Regions from separate parts of the Mus musculus genome. Here region 2 is linked to region 1. A link is a contact called in public HiChIP or PLAC-seq data. All regions are on one chromosome and are shown on one strand. The core of a region is the stretch at or near the end of the contact, and the rest is flanking DNA. Distances in the headings are between cores, read along the strand shown. Region 1 has its middle 61 kb from the start of Mir3109. Region 2 has its middle 35 kb from the start of Gm51684.

Region 1 (2,700 bases), core at 91-2,590:
TCTACCACTATTGACACAAACTTAGAAAAATAAATAAATTGGAACTCCTAAAAATAGCTCTGGAGTGTTTTGGATATTTAAGACAAGATGCACAAAGGCATCAAGGTTTGTAAAATCACCTATAGTTTCTGACCTGGCAACGCCAACCTGCTTTTGTGTGTGTTCTTTGGCCTAGTAAGCAACTGAACACACTCCTTCCTTTTTGTACATTTTAGAGTCTTGCCATATAGCTCTGACCAGCTGATGGTCACTATTAGCCCATGCTGACCTCATTACCTTCCTGCCTGGGTCCCACAAGTGGTAGGGTTTCACACCCAGCTTTAAGATGCATTTTTTGGCAGGAAGTGGGAAAAAGGAAGAGGAAGAAAGGGGGAAGGGGAAACTTCAGATGGAAGGGGACAGCAGGACAGTGGAGTGGGACATGGGAAAGAAGTGATCCATTCCTGGTACCTCGAGGGTGTCGGTGACTCCCTAAAGATGAGGGGGTCCTGGTGGGCTGGCTTTCCCTGGAGGAGAAGAACGTAAACCTGGTTCTACGTCAGCAAGCTCTGGATGCAGATGGAGGACTCGGCTGCTACTCATAGCCCTGTCCCTCCCGAGCTCTTTGCTGAGAAGCAAAACCATGAAGGACAAGGGGGACTTTACAGCAAAGGAGGGGATCCCCAAAATCTCTTAGCTCAACCTCTTTCCAACCCCCCACCCCATCCCCAGAGGTTGCCTCTGCACTGGGAAATGCAATACGCTGGTCTGAACGACTTCCCCCTTTGCTGAGCAGTTCTTCTGGAAGGATTCTCAAACAACCGCAAAAGACTCGAAAATCCAACGCAAGCAAGAATCCACTCCAAGCAGTTTGTCCAAGTTCCTGGCAGGAGGCAGGTGTTCCCTTCCACGTAAACAACGACGACGATTTGTTTTACGTGGATGGGCCCTCCTGAATAATGGTTTCGTCATTAAACATCTGGCTTCTTCTTAGCAGATTAGGCCTCCAATGAGGAAAGTGTGTTTATGATTCTAATTTGAAACATGGCACATTAATATGCTGATTCTCATCGTGTTTGCCTTAACCTGTTTGGAGAAAATTATGACTACAAATATCTTGTACACAACACCTCTAACTACCAGCTTGTACAAACAACACGAGAGCCGGAGCCACCTCATCTAGACGACTGGAAGCACTTCAGAGGCGCTCCTGATTAGCGTGTTGGCCGGAAGCCATATTTTACACATCAACTCAGCATCTGTGCCCGAGATGCCTTCCCATCGTAACAGACCCATCTCTGCTGTTCCTAATAAGCGCATGCGAAGGAGCCAGATGGTCTTCCGGTAACAATTCTGCCTTTTCCTGAGCTAGGCACACGGGAGGGAGGGGAGCCTGAGCCGGCTGCAAGTCAGATTTCCTCAGGCTCCAGATTCCTGCAATGTGGTGTGTAAACAGCCAACCCACGGATGGAAATGAGGGTGCTATTCATTATTCATGCCTGGCACCTTGCCATCTCCTGCTCCCTTGAGCACTGCCTGCCTGTGGGGGCAAGGAGAGCGTCAGAAGTAGGAAGAAGGCCCATCCGGGCCCAGAGATTCTGCAGGCTCAGCACTTTTGATCTCCGAGGAAGAGCTTGCTCACTTCTGGTCTAGTAGTGTTACTGGGAAACTGGGGGTCCCTTTTGTAGGGTTCTCAGTCTCCTTAATAAAATAATTTAAAATGGACGCAGACGGAAGCTCAAGGAACGTTGTGTTCGAATTTGAGAGAAAAACAACATGGCCAGCAAGCTGAAAAATCTATCTGGAGGAGCTGTCTGGAAGGTAGATGGAGATAAGGGAGAACCGTGTCTTTAGAGTTAGGGTCCGAGAAAGCAAGGATGGTCAAAGCAAGAAAGCTCAGCAGTGGTGGTCAGCCAGCAGCTGCGCTGGGGTCTGGAGGATGGAAGCAGGTTTGCTTCAGAGAAAGAGCAAGAAAGCCCAGAGGATTCGAGAAAGCATCCTTGGAATTTTAGCTGCTCTTTTAAAAAAGAGACTTAGGCTAGATGTGATGGCACACCCCTTTAACCTTAGCACTTGGGAGGCAGAGGCAGGAGGATCTCTGGGAGTTCCAGGACAGCTTGATCTCCAAGTGAGCCCCAAGCCAGCCAGTGAGACACTATCTCAAAGTAAAACAACACAACGAGGCTCCTGAGTTGGAGATACGCTTGCCATAGACACCCACTTGCACACGAATACATTATTTCCTACTGTGAGAACATTCCACTTACACTAAATAGCTCATCTAGCCCTCCCCCCCAAAAAGAATTTGTCTTTGGAGCTAGAGAGGAAAAGAGGGAGGGAGGGATGGAAACAAGAAGAGGGACAGAGGCAGAGGCAGAGAGACAGACAGAGCTCAATCAATTTGTCATGCAAGGGTAAGGACCTGAGTTTGATTCCAGAACCCATAGTGGCATAGTGGCATATGCTTGCAATCCCAGCACTGAGACTCTCTGGGGCCTGCATGCTAACCAGTTTAGCTTTCTTAGCAAGTTCTAGGCCAGTGGGAAACTCTGCCTCAAAGTAAGATGATTCTGGGAATGTAGAAACCCTGGCTTTGTTCCTTGTTGTCACAGTAACAAGAATAACTCAGGCATGATAGTGCAGGCCTGTAATCCCTGCAGTATGGATGTGAGGGCAGGAAGATCACAAGTGCAAGGTTATACTTATCCAGGTACTGAGTTT
Region 2 (2,700 bases), core at 134-2,633, 330 kb before region 1:
AGCTTTGTCAAACACACAGTTCTGTTCCAACTTAACCTGTGTGCTTGTTTGTAGCAGTTGTTCCAGAGCAAAAGAGGTTAAGCCGCTTGGGTTTTCAAATTCAGTGTGCACATCTCTGTGTCTCTGGAAGTGAAGCCGGAATGGAAGAGTGTGCAATAGAATAGAGAGAGGGGAAGAGGAGGGGGGATAGAAAGGAGAGGAGGAGGGAGGGGGAAAGGAAGGAAAGAGGGGTGTGAGGAAAGAGAGAGAAAGGAGAGAGGGGATGGGGATATGAAAAATGAGGGAGAGACAGAACGAATGGGAGGGAGAAGGAGGGGAGGATGAAGAAATGGAAGGCAGAACAGAAACAACAGCAGGGAGTTGGAAGAAGAAAGAGATTTCTGAAAGTAAAGGGAAAGGTTGCTGATGCCAAATGGTGCCGACCCCAAAGAGGTAAAGGTGGGGTGTGTGGAAGGGCGGGGGGTGGAAAAGGATGAAGAAGAGCCAAGGAATGGGAGATAGAAGGGAGGAGGTGGGAATCTGGTTTGGTGGGGATACTAGCTGTACTTAAATTTGGGCTCTGTTTTCTGTATGCCTTCTTTTTCTCATCTTGGCCTCAGTTTCCTCACCTGTACAGTGTGTATAAGAAAACCCACCCTGCCGGGTTTCCAGAGACTGAGATGAAAGGTGTACGAAGGGTGGGTTCCCAAGTGTCCACTGTGGCAGTGTGGACAGGGTGCCCAGTGTGAGGGTGGTTTACACATCCTTTTGAAAGAACACTGTGTCCTGAAGGTGGACCCTCCATCTTCCACCCTCCACCCACCCTAGATGAAGACAAGGCCCTGCCGGGACACCCCAGTCCTTCCCTCCCTTTAGCAGGACAGCGAAGCCAGGCTTCCTGTCGCTCATTGCAGGGGCGACCACCAATGAACTTTCCACAAAGACAGTTTCCTCCCCGCCGCTCTCAATCCATAACCTTTACTGGTCTCCGTAGAGTCATTAGGACCATTAGGCTGTGGACTCAGCTCCGCTCTCACTCTAAAGTTAATACAGCCGAGACTTTTTTTTTACTCCCCTATTGGGAAGGAACATGTGCAATTTCAGTGATTTCTTAGATCATTCCATAAGTAAATCAAATATTCTTTCAAGCCCAGTTATCAAAATTGTGTCCTTTGATACCACGTCTTCCGTCAAACTGCAGTAATCCAGTTCACAACATTTTAAACCCCGGCTAGCTCCTAATATCATCCCTACTAGATAGAGTAATTAAATTTGTACTTTTTTTTTTTACAAGTCGTACTCAATAAATCTGAATAAATTAACAACGCATTACTAAGACTGCTACATTAAATTTGCATACTGCATTTAATGAATATGCAACTGCCAGCGAAAAGGTCTGCTACTGGAACCTTCTACATTAGCATAAGTACTTGCAGCATGCTTCTTAAATAATGCGCTCATTTGCACATCACTGGCTTGGCTAATTCTAACTTCAGTCGGGGTAGCCTTGTAATTAAGACTCTCGCTTTAATTTTTAATGAAGTTTGTGTTACATCAATCCTGACAGTAATGAGGGGGACATGGAAACAAAAAGCCTGCTAATAATTAAATTCACAAACCAGTTTGAGGGATAATAATTCCTGAGGAGAAATTACATGACTAATTATTAATTAAATATTCATACTATTGCACAGCTTTCTCACTTAACGGCTCTTCTTGTTGGTAATAATGTGGAGCCGTGGATGTCTTTTTTGCCAACCATTCCGAGTTTAAGGTCTCTGGTTCATTTGAGTGTGCTATGAATCAATATGACACAAAAAAATAAAATTGTTTTAATTGGTAGCATTTTATTGTGTCTAAATATTACTACAGTTGGTTTAGTTTGTGGCGAGTTAATCTAGTTAGTCAGCTCCTGTTTTATGAAAACATAAATCTGGTTTATATCCATAAACACCTAATGGCGGGACAACTTGACCTTTTTTTTTATATAACATTACTGTTTACAGATAATTACACCAACCCTTTAAAAGGTTATTTAATAGCTATGCATTCATCACAGTAAAATGAAAAAAAAACCATGCAATGTTATTTAACTCCAGCTTGTTCTAAGGAGGGCTTGGAGGCCCTCATTTATTTATCCCCACTGGAAAATAAGCAATATTAATGTGTGGGTTTGTTTTTTTCAGAAATGTTATGGGCATCTCCTCAGAATGTGGACAAGCAGTGCGTCGAGGTCAAGTCTCTCAGCGTCTTTTGTGATGAAGATGGAGGTCTCCTGGGCAAGGAAGCAAGCTTCTCCATTGGTAACGCTCCCACGTGACAGCAGAATGGAGCCAAACCCTTACCATCTCAGGGCGGCCCTCTCCCCACAAACCCCAGTAAACAAACATTACAACACCAGAGAAATTACCATGATGAGGCCTAATTGGTTGCAATATTTATTGTAGACACTCTGTTTTCTCTCCTTCCATGTTCTGAGTGGTGTTTAGAACCTGCATTCTAGCCAGGCAGTCCCATCTGGAGGCCAGCTCAGCACAAGTGAAAAGATATCTCCAGGATTTAAACCAGACATCATAGCGTTTGTGTCTAGCCCTGACACACTCAGGACAAGACATTTTATGAAGACCACATTGCCCATTATGAAGTTAAAGCAACCCAGAAAAGGGACTTTGTACTCCTGCAACTTACAGCCTGCACGAGGCTTTGGAAAGCTCAACCAGG

Evidence for each region. HiChIP or PLAC-seq counts read pairs in DNA pulled down with a chosen protein or histone mark.
Region 2: an H3K4me3 HiChIP or PLAC-seq map of embryonic basal ganglia shows a contact between it and region 1, with 2.7 times the contacts expected there. The contact joins two enhancer-like sites. A contact is called at or near these places in 2 of 15 datasets of contacts at CTCF or cohesin (embryonic stem cells and stem cell-derived epiblast-like cells) and 2 of 115 datasets of contacts at active chromatin or transcription factors (embryonic basal ganglia and stem cell-derived neural progenitor cells).

What each region holds. Positions count from the first base shown.
Region 1 is chr9:69,516,476-69,519,175 of GRCm38.p6, reverse strand. No RefSeq gene overlaps it. Among named protein-coding and RNA genes, the nearest start is that of Mir3109, 61 kb to the right of the region's middle. Within about 2 kb of position 1,340, at least 34 of the 459 cell types and tissues checked have an H3K27ac peak or open chromatin away from gene starts, as enhancers often do. A contact at or near this core is called in embryonic basal ganglia, where this site is marked.
Region 2 is chr9:69,843,669-69,846,368 of GRCm38.p6, reverse strand. No RefSeq gene overlaps it. Among named protein-coding and RNA genes, the nearest start is that of Gm51684, 35 kb to the right of the region's middle. Within about 2 kb of position 1,383, at least 6 of the 459 cell types and tissues checked have an H3K27ac peak or open chromatin away from gene starts, as enhancers often do. A contact at or near this core is called in embryonic basal ganglia, where this site is marked.